Regions from separate parts of the Mus musculus genome. Here region 1 is linked to region 2. The links are chromatin contacts, called in public HiChIP or PLAC-seq maps. All regions are on one chromosome and are shown on one strand. Each heading gives the region's core, a stretch centred on a gene start, on an enhancer-like site or on the middle of the called end of the contact. The rest is flanking DNA. Distances are from core to core; before and after follow the strand shown.

Evidence for each region. HiChIP or PLAC-seq counts read pairs in DNA pulled down with a chosen protein or histone mark.
Region 1: an H3K27ac HiChIP or PLAC-seq map of microglia shows a contact between it and region 2, with 3 times the contacts expected there. The contact joins two enhancer-like sites. A contact is called at or near these places in 5 of 484 Hi-C or Micro-C datasets (the G1E-ER4 cell line, cerebellum, cerebral cortex and 2 more), 2 of 115 datasets of contacts at active chromatin or transcription factors (microglia and neural progenitor cells) and 1 of 9 other capture datasets (liver).

The regions. Positions count from the first base shown.
Region 1 is chr7:48,996,253-49,001,617 of GRCm38.p6, forward strand. It overlaps a transcript of Nav2 not described here. Among named protein-coding and RNA genes, the nearest start is that of Gm32849, 42 kb to the right of the region's middle. Within about 2 kb of position 2,224, at least 26 of the 459 cell types and tissues checked have an H3K27ac peak or open chromatin away from gene starts, as enhancers often do. A contact at or near this core is called in microglia, where this site is marked.
Region 2 is chr7:48,898,577-48,904,203 of GRCm38.p6, forward strand. No RefSeq gene overlaps it. Among named protein-coding and RNA genes, the nearest start is that of Gm2788, 20 kb to the left of the region's middle. Within about 2 kb of position 2,430, at least 26 of the 459 cell types and tissues checked have an H3K27ac peak or open chromatin away from gene starts, as enhancers often do. A contact at or near this core is called in microglia, where this site is marked.

The DNA of each region.
Region 1 (5,365 bases), core at 974-3,473, 97 kb after region 2:
GAGAGAAAGAGAAAGAAAGAAAGAGAGAGAAAGAAAGAAAGACAGAGAGAAAGAGAAAAAGAGAAAGAAAGAGAGAGAAAGAGAGAGAGAAAGAAAGAGAGAGAAAGAGAAAGAAAGAAAGAAAGAAAGAAAGAGAGAAAGAAAGAAAGAAAGAAAGAAAGAAAGAAAGAAAGAAAGAAAGAAAGAAAGAAAGAAAGAAAGAAAGGAAGGAAGGAAGGAAGGAAGGAAAGAAAAGAAACCTGGCTTGCCCTAAATACTACCAAAATAACTCTCCCATCCAACATTCTATAGCCTCAAGTAGAGTCATAAAATGGAGAGCCTGGGTACCTGGGTGACTTCATGGAACTAAGCCTCCTGCTCCACTCCAGCATCAGATCATAATGTGAACAAAAAAGTCACAGCAACCAGCACCCGACCCTGGTCCTAGCAATGCAAACTCTAATTTGCCCAGACCTTGCTAAAACCCAGGGCCTCTTCTGTGGGATTCACATAGCACCAGCGAGGCCGTGTGTTGGGAAAGAAGCCAGTGCAGCCCATGTCCCTTATACAGCACTGGTGCTGACTAATACTGATCATCAACTTGAGAGAGCCTAGAATCACCTAGCAAACCAAAGCCTTGGCATACCTAAGGGAGTTAACTGAAGTGGGCAGGCCCACCCCGAATGTAGACAGTGCCAGCTGCTAGGTTAGGGTCCCAGACTGAGTACAGAGCAGAGCTGAGCCCCAGCGCTCATGTCTCCTCTGCCTCCTGACTGTGGGCGAACCGTGACCAGCTGCCTCAAGCTCCTGCTGCCTTGCTTCTCAGCCACAGTGGACTGTGCCCCATCCTGTGAACCCAAACAAACCCTTATACAGCCTTTGTTAATGCAGTGCCTCTGAGGCTACAAATGTGGAGGTCATCTCATTGATTTTAGAGGTGCTAAAAGTGGAACCCCGGACCTCCTCCAGCCTGGGAGGCAAGGGCTTCACCACAGAGTCACACCCCAGCTCCGTGTGAGCTTTCAGTGCAAAAGCTGTTCTGCCTACTGTGTGAGTCCTAACAACTGTGCTTCTTCTGACCCAGCTACTCCACTTCCTTGGGCAACCAGAGACCATATGTTTATGTTGATATGTTTATCCTATGGATGCATTTCAGTGAAAAATGGAAAACAAGCTAAAAGTTCAGCAACAGCAAATTGGTTAAATAAACTGTGGTGCCGCTATCCAATTGAGAAGCAGCCAGCTTGTCTAACATTAGCTAACAGAAGACCTCACAATGATATAAAAGAGGCACAGAGAAAGAGAGAGAGACAGAGAGACAGAGACAGAGACAGAGAGATAGAGTTATAAAATTATGAATTCCCCTTAATCTATTTTAAAACAAAAAAAGAAATATAATATTAAAGTGTTTGTCTCTAAGGAGTGGGCCTCTTCCATATCTGTATTTTCTGATTTCTAAAATGCAGGCATTACTTTGGATAAAAGAATAACCTAGTTCATAGAACTGTATGTTTTGACCTTTTCTGCCTTCATTAGATATGACATTGAGCATCTTCCTTCACCTGTGTTGTGTGACGGTTGACTCAGGCAGCATGAGCGACAAAGACAGATACTCAATGGCTCCAGGCATTTGTGGCACTCTCTAGCAGAGGACTGGCTGTGGTCATCAGTGGTTCCACTGAGTGCTGCTTGTTCAGTGTTTAGGATCATGGGTATTGGATGCTCAAGTTAGTGCCTGTTAGTGTTGTGGGTGTAACCTGCATGGACCCATGTGCATGGGGACTTTCCTCTCCTCCACATCAGGTTCTACATCTACTGTGAATTCCTTCTGCATGGGGCCACGTGCACTAAGACACTGTCCAGATGCCTGGTAGATGTGAGCTACTCTAGACTAGCTGAGGACCACGAGAAGAAAACTGGGAACTCCGAGCCTCGATCTAAAGTAGCTTACCATGCTGAAGTGTTGGGTGGAACCATCTCAGACGCAGGGACCATGGTCTCTCTGACTCCAGGCTAGGGTTGTTGATAGGTGAGCCTGAATTTGTCTTCAAGCTTGCTAAAAAGACACTTTTGAGAGAATCAGTGAGTCACGGTCTAGGAGAGGATATTTACAGTGTACACATATGGCAAAGTATTCAAATCCAGACGATGTCAAGACTTCCTACTCATCTACGTGGAGCAGAAAGGGACCTTCTCGCTCAAGCAGAGCCTGCCTGGGGGTAATGTGTGAGCTTTGAGGAAGCTGCCCAGGCTCTGAAGCTGTCTGGCCAGCCTGGAAGGGGTGGTAGGGGGTCAAGCTTTGGGCCCAGAGCATCCCTGAGACAATCAGGACAAGACAGAGGCCTTTCTCATCAGCACGCCCAGTTCAGTATAATAACTGTGAAGTGATTGATTTTCTCGAAATCTTCCTCTTTACTGTAATTTGATTTAAATGGCGTTCCTTAATTTTCAAGCCTAATTTAAGAGTTCTATTTATAGATAAAAAAAATAGCTCAGTGGAGAGGAAATCTCTGCACTCAGTTCCTTTCCATGAACTCTGGGTGTCTGGGTTTCTAGCCGCTGACTTCCTCATGCGTCTCCAGCTCGGGGGTGCACGGCCCTGGAGCTCTGTAGAAATGCAGCTGACTTCCTCATGCGTCTCCAGCTCGGGGGTGCACGGCCCTGGAGCTCTGTAGAAATGCAGGGTTCCATTTTTCTAAACTTCCTGTAAGACCATGTCACAGAAAGATTCTAGTAGAAGATGGGTGTAGATTAGGGGCGGAGAGGAAGTGTGGGAGGGCAGAGGGTGTCAATGATGGGTTTAAGGGGGGCAACTTGGAGAATTATGTGTAATGACAGACTAGCTTGTCAGGTGCTTACATAGAAATAGTAGTGGGGGAGTATGAGATTGTATCCCATCCTAGATATCATTCTTAAATTCACAGTGGCCATTTATGAAATGCCTACTATGTGCCATAGACATTCCATACATTTGGGTTTTTTTTTTTTTTACAATTCCTTCAGGAACCTGACAAGGTGGGCAGCACTATTCCCTTTTACAGGCAAGGACACAGAAGGTGTCCAACCCAAGCCCAAGGCCATAAAAGCTAACATTGGAATCTAGGCTGTTCATCCAGGAACTTCTGTGAACAAACAGACAGACAGAGGGTGAGCAGAGACTGGCCTGCTCTGCATGCAGTCTGGAAGCAGTCAGTCTGCCAGACAGTCAATTAGAGCGATGTTTGATAAATAGTTCCGATGCCCAAGGCAGGGCTCTGAGCTCTGGGAGGTAGAGGTTGCTATGGTAGGATCTGCAGATGTAGGGAGCTAGGCAACAAGCACAGTGCTTGCTCCTAGTCTTCTAGGCTGAGTACCTCCTCCGAGTCCCAGGGTCCTCACATCAAAGATGCGTCTCTCAAAATGGGCACATGAACTACTCACCGCGTCTGAGTGGCACAGTGTAGCGCCCAGTGACCATTCAAGATGGTTTCAGCTACCCTGTGTGTTTTGTGTGTCCATATGAAATTTAAGATTACTTGTTCCAATCCATGTGAAGAATTGTGTTGGGAGTTTTGATAAGGAGTGCACTGAATCTGGAGATGGCTTCTGGTAGGGTGGCCATTTTCATGGTACTAGTCCTAACCCGAGAGCGTGGGAGATCTTTTCCAATGTCTTTCTCCAAGAGCTTAAAGTTTTCATTGTTCCAGTCTTTCACTTCCTTTGTTAGCTTTATTCTAAGATATTTAAATGTTTTCAAGGCCATTGTGTGATAGTCCCTACATTTCACAGGATTTGCTGTGACTGGGGCCTTTGTTCTCCAGGACTCTTTAGGTTCTGCCTCCTTTCAGGCCCCTCCGCCATTCTGAGCCAACACTGCTGCATCTCTGGTCTCAGCTCTCCACTGTGACTGCCCCCCTCAGAAGACACACCTCCCAGACTCACCTACTAGAGCTGCAATGGCGGCCTGTTCACCTTTCCCTGGTGTTTCTCCTCTGTCATCCTCACAGATGCCCTCATCCCCATATTTGAGCGTATCCTTCTGTGAATCCAGATAATCTGAGTCTCAAAGAGGTCAGCTGTTTTAAACCTTATTGCTGATGTCAGGAGCAGTCCTATCAGGGCTAGCAAGATGGCTCAATGGGTAACCCTGACCATCAGAGTTCAATCCCCCCCAAAAACACAGTGGAGAAAAAGAACTGACCCCCAAAAATTGTCCTTTGACTTCTACACTTGTGTGCCCACACATTAAATACAATAAATGAGTGGATTTTGTTTGTTGTTTGTTTGTTTGTTTGTTTGCTTTTAGAATTAATGCTCTAAGGCTCTTCAGGCTGAAGCAGGAGGATTATGAGCTAGAGGCCAGCCTGAACTACACAGGGAGATGCTGCCTCAAAAAAACCAAAGAGAAGGGTTGTTGTTGTTGTTGTTTTATGGTTCACTTTATATCCCAGGCATTACCCCCTTGCCTGAAGTATAGCTAGCAAAGATTTTTCTCCCACTCTGTAGCCTTCATTTAAAACAAAGAACCTTGCATCTGGGCCCCTGGGATGGGCAAAGCATTCACTGTGGATGTAAAGCAACAGAAGCAGAAACAGTGGGATGCGATTATGGATTTGGGTGTTGTAAATGGCATCCCAGTAAGAAAGTAATGGACATTTTAACACCTATCTGTGGGTGGCAGGGCAGAGGGAAGGGGAGGCAGAAGGAGTGGGGGATTCTAGTCTGTGTTTCGTAACAAACTTTAGAGTTAAATCTCAACTATTCATGACTTCTCTTTTTCAGTTTGCTTCCCTCAGTGCTTCTAGGATACCACGTGGCAAGCCTGGAGCCCAGTGCTATGTAGGCAGATGATGCTGTTGTTGCTTCTGGTGTTCCCACCATTCTCCATGGTTCTCCATCCCCAGATGGTCTGTTTCTTGCTATGAGTTTATTTTAATGTTGCTCTCCTTGAGAACATGATATTTAAATGAAGCTAAAAATAAGTACTGGGCACAGATAATCACGAAGGCAGGAATATATTAAACTCTTGATCAGAATGTCAGGGGGTGGAGTTTGCTTTTGTGTTTCCTAACTGGGGGGTTAGACCGCTGGTCTGCACACAAACCTCTGCTTCTGAGGTGCCGGATGAGGCTGGGAAGGTAGTGTGGGGTGGTGGGCATGAGCATAACCTTGCCAGCTGGGTTTGAGTCTTAGGTGGTACCTCTGTAAGCTGTGAGAAAGGTCACTTGGTCTTCTTAGAGACCATGTAAGGCCCAGCATTCTCATCTGAAAAGTGGTAACCTGTGTAATGAACCAACCCAGAGACTTAGGGCAGCCACGTTGTCTTGCTTGCAGCCCCATGTTCTAGGCAGTTCAGCAGGTGTGTCCCCGTCTCCCTGGCACCACTGAGACAACTTGAAGCTTGACT
Region 2 (5,627 bases), core at 1,180-3,679:
CTGCCCCTCCACCACGTATTTGTATCTCTCTGGAACAGTAAGCTAAAATAATGTCTTCCGGCTATAAGTTGCCCTGGTCATGGTGTTTTGTCACAGCAATTGACAAGTAACAATATTGCTTCTTGTTTCCAGGGCAAATTTTTGGTGAATCTTTTGGAGAGGAAAATATGTTCAAAGAGATACTGGACCACAAAAGAGATCACAGGATTTGCTTCAAATCAACGGAAACGGCGGTACGTGTAAGCAGGGGTCACGCTTCCTCTACACCCTTGAAGGTGGCTTCTTTCCTGGGAAAGCATAGCCAGGTCCGTCTGCTGCCATAGTCTCACAACAGTCAGAGCCCAGTTCTCAACCTGATGGCTTCCATGAAGAGACAGCAGCTGCTCACTGGATGTGCGGACTCACGCAGCTTTCATAACCCTTGCCTCAATTCCTCCTTTGTAGAGATCATGATGGCAACCTCATGTCCCTGTCTCACTGCGAAAGAGGTCAGTACACGAAGAGAACGGAGCGCAAAGCTTGGCACGGTGTGCTCGCTCTGTATGTTTTCCCTGCATCCGTATAACATCTCTCCCGGATGCTGTTCCTCAATGCCAGGAAGACCTTTAACCAAGAAATGCTCAACACTCTTGCCGTGTGGGTAAGATGGCTTGGCAGACAGAACTCAGAACAAGGAGTCAGGAGTTCTCATTCTGTTTCCTGTTGGCTGATAATGGGCTCTTGGGACCTCTTCTTCACCTGTTAAAAATAGAAGCAACTGCGACACCCTCCTCTGCACTCTCACATCTCTTACTCGCCTTCCCAGTATCTTGCAGCATCCCTATGGGCTGTTGTTACTAAGCACCAGCAAGATTTGCACCCAAGAAATACTAAGGCTCTTCTTATATATGCAGCAATAGCTTCAAGGACAAAACCCAGGTTGAAGTCGGTTGGAATAGCCAGGCAGTGCAGAGCAAAACTCAGCAATTTGGAAGCCGAGGCCAGTTTCCTGAGGTCCTGTGGCTACTCAGAGGATGATCTTTTGGTCGAATCAGCATCCTTTCTGTGGTATAGAAGGGGTTTGGTTTGGATTCTCTGCCTCCTGTCTGCCTGAAGTCTATCATTGTAGGGGAAATGAGTGGACTGGGGAACCCGATTACTCAGTAGGAGCAACTGTGATTCATCTTGATGTATTGCTGATAGCTTCTACAATGCTACAATTAATACTCCTACATTGCAATATTGTATTTTTACCACCTCCCTCTCCCTCTCCCTCTCTCCCTCTCTCCCTCTCTCTCTCTCTCTCTCTCTCTCTCTCTCTCTCTCTCTCTCTCTCTCTCCCCCCTTTCTTTCAATACTATCCTTTGAGCTGGGATCTCCACACTGTACAATTGCCCCACCTTTGAACATATCTTCTCTGCTTCCATCCCCATTATTTTTACTTGTTTTTTTGAGACGGGGTCTTGCTGAGTTTCTCCAGCTATTTTTGAACATATCTAATAGCGCAGGTGAGCCTTGAATTTGCCATCTCCCTCCCTCAGCCTCTTAGGTAGATGAGACTACAGGGGCACACCACCTGTACCGCCTGAACTATCAGGCTCAGCTCTGCTTTTTGCCTCTTCTGAGTTCTCGTGGAACTCAGTTATTTCATGGAATGTCACCTCTCTCTTAGTTCTCATGGGATAAATAAATGACTGAGTCACTACCATCCTGTTTCCTGAGGGGGCTTCTCTGGGTCATGAATGTGAACAGAATCCACACCCGCCTTCCCCTCTTCCTGCCTCTTTTTCTGAAGCCACAGTGAGTCGTCCTTGGGTGTGCTCTGCTTTCTGTGCAGTTGTGTAAGCCTGATCTTTTCCTTCACAGCTATCTCGGCCACTGGCTGGTGAATGTGCTGCACCCCCTCACCCCCAGACTTGGCGGGACAAAAAGGTCTAAGCCCCCTCCTCTGTGCCTCCCTCCCTGATCACACAAGCTCACTGTGACTGATTTCTAGCAGCATGGCTCCTGGCTATTTGCTATGCAGAGCCACAGTGCCCCCCCCCTTGTCTTTCCTGTGCAGCCACAGGTGTGATGCTAAGGCATAAGGTTTCTGTTTCCCCTCACTCGTGGATAGTTGGCTGTTCAAGGCACCTGGTCCTATCCTTTCAGAGTTGAAATGAACTTTATTTACTCGTGTCACTAACTAAAACGTACTAAATGTCCAGTAGAAATGGTGTCCCCAGGTCTGTAATGTCATTGGAGCCTGTCTCAGGGCCTTGGGCCTGTGGGGAGGAAGGATTATTGTGAGAACTTAATGCCAGCTTTGCATCCTGTTTTTCTGTTTAGTTTAGCAGCAAACCAGACATGGTTAATAATAGATTGTGTGTGTGTCTCTCTCTGTGTAGAGGGTTGACACCCACATCTAAGTGCAGAAATAAGTACATCTACTAGTAAACAAAAAAGGCAGAGAATGCAGTAAGAGTCCCCATGAAGATACCTCCTGCAGGGAGCCCTCCCTAACACTGCTGCCACAGCTCTGTCTCCTGCTCCTGGTGTAGGAGGACTGTCACCCTTGGTATTATATAGCTCTCTGCAAACTTATTTCTCGCCTGACCACGGGCTTTGCGATATCACATACTATACTGTTTTTTGTTTGTTTGTTTGTTTGTTTGTTTTTTATTGTCAACCCGATACAAACTAGAGTCACCTCTGTTAAGAAGCTGCCTCCATCAGATTGACTCCTGGCACGTCTCTGAGGCATTTTCTTGATTGCTGATTGATGTGGAAGGGCCCAGCCCACGGTGGGTAGTGCCACCCCTGGACAGGTGGGCCTGGGTTATATAAGGAAGCAGGCTGAGCATGAGATGAACATGAAAGCCAGTCAGCAGGCTCTTCTGTGGTTTCAGCTTCATGTCCTGCTGAGTTCCTGTCTTGCTTTTCCTCAATCAAGAACTGTGGCTTAGAAGCCAAATAAACCTTTTTTCCCCCAACTTGCTCTTTGTCTAGACGCATCCCCAACCTGCCCCAGCTCTGGGACTTCAGATGAGCACCTTTAAGTGGACATTGAGGATCCGAACTCGGGTCTTCGTTCTTGCACAGCAAGCAGTTTTCTGAGGGATGTCCATACCGCTCCATTACTGCTGCGCCGACTCATCGCTAACCAAGGACACATGAGAGTTCATGGCTTTCCATGTCCTTACCAGTATTTGCTATTTTCTTGTTAGCTTTCCTCAGAGCCAGAGCAACAAATTCTCATAGGCATGGTGGTAGGAGGCAGAGGGATCTCTAGACTAGAAAGATCGGGCCACTTTGTGCTGCCTCCTTGCCGATTTTCCTTAGCTCTTCTGTTTCTTAGTATGAACACACAGATACACATGCACATACACACATACACACACACACACACACACACACACACACACATACACACACGCACACCTCTAAAGAGAAGCACAGTAGGTGTCAGAGTCAGCTCTCACACCAAGAAGAAATAATACATTCTGTTCTCAGGAGTGGGAGGTGGAGGGGGGAAACTCTCCCACCCCACCACCCCTCTTTATCTCATTGATTCAGAGTGAAAAAAGTAATTTTAAACTATCAGTGTTCATTTATGACTCCTATTAATCACACGTTAATAGCCTCCCAATTATTAAATTATGGAGACGTGTATTCCCTCACCCAAACAGAATAATTATTTACTAAAATAAATTAATGTATAGAAAAGCCTTCATTCTTATGGAGGCTGAAACTTAACCTAATGAGTTTATCAGGCTTAAAAGAAACCCAGGCAGACTTTTTGGGGGGTGAAATAAATGCAGTGATCACAGAGAGGCTTAGCCAGGAAGGCCTGAGCCACTTGCTATTCTTTTAATAAGCACAGCTCAAGTTGTTTATCTCTTCCATATAATTTATCCAGACACACTGCTTCACAATTAGCAGCCTGGGTTGAGGTGGGAGAGGGCTAAGATGTGTTCTTATAGCTTCCCCATTTTGATCCCCAAAGTTGCTCATTTTGGGGGCTCTTTGTTTTGTTTTGTTTTGTTTTGTTTTTAATAGGCCTGCCAATCAGGGTGCTGCAGTGCATAGATCTGATCTATGCTGACAATATGCTTGTCACTGGGAAATGCGTTTCTAGGACATAGGCCCTAGCAGGGTAGGGGGAGCCAGTCAAGAGGAAACAATTATGCAAATTTAAATGTTAAATTCTCTGGAGCCCCTGCCTCAGCCTGGGAGAGGATAAAGGTCTGCTTCCTATCTCCTTTTCGAGGGACAGCAGTCTCTCTTGCCACAGATCTTCTACTGGGGATTCCTAGGTTATTTAAGCTTCTGCAATGTGGCCCCTGGACACATGGTTTGGAAACAGGACTTGGGGGTAAGTTGCTTGAACTCTCTTGGGTGTTGTTTGGTAGTTTTTGTCTTTTGGGGAGTTTGTTTGTTTGTTTGTTTGTGGCAATCACAAAGCCACTCAGCCATGTAAATTGTTTTATAGTGGCTTAGGTATTGCATCAATTCAACACTCACCAAAGGACACTCATTCATCCAACAAGCGTGTGATAATGTCTATACTTCAAAACCTCTAAGATAAAGAGGCTGAAGAATTAAATGGCTCAGCTGTTAAGAGTATGCACTGCTCTTACCGACAGTCTGGCCTGGAAAACTGATGCATAAGCAGCCGGTGACGACCTCTGACTAGCAGGCTGTGGCAAAGCAGAGGATCACTGCCACAACCACAGGGATGGACCATGGAGAAGGCTCCCCTAGTTACCCTTTGGGGGACAGTTGCCCCATCCAGAATCTCCAGCACAGCCTGTGAGACTCAAGACTGAGAGAGATCCAGCATCTCCTGGATTCTTGCTCCAGACATTGGGAGCCACTGAGCGTTCTCAACATCCAGTTTGGGGTGCTGAAACAGAACACGACAGGGAACACCACAGAAACACTCATTTCTCATGTTCTAGAGGCTGGGAAGTCCAAGGTCACTGTGCCAGATCAGGCACTGCCTTCTGACTTCCACATATAATGGAAAAACAGAAGCCCGAGTTTCTTTCTCTTCTCAGGATACCAGTCCTGTCACAGAGACTCTACCCGGAACCAAACAGGCCCTTTCTCCTCATGGCATCACATAGGAATCAGAACTTCCACATGTGAATTTAGAGAGGACACAGTACAGTGTCCGTACAGTCTGTTTTTGTGGCAGTAGATAATAATACAGGGACAGGGGGAGGAGAGAACGATTATGAGTTAATGCACAGGGAAGGAAGCATTAGTTGATAACAAGGTGCTGTGGATTGTTAGTGGAAGGTGATAGGTAACTAGAAGTTGGGGTGGCTGGTGAGGGGGTAAGCACACCAGATGATGAGGTTTTGCTGAGATCAACATTTCTGCCTCATATGGAAGATTCTTAGTGATAAGTAATCCATATCTCTGTTACGGTGTTCCATATTTAGAAGAAAATGTTCGCTGCTGGACTGCCAACTGACCCCTAAACATCCTTGGTCCCAGTTCTTCCCTCTGGGCTGTGGAGCATCTGTATCCTACTTAGACGTCCTACCTAATTCCTTACCGTGCTGGAGTCCCCACTGCATCATACCACAGTCTTCACTCACATGGCAAGCCCCTCTGTTGACTGTAAGTGGCTGTCAGATGCCATCTGAGCATCTTCGTTT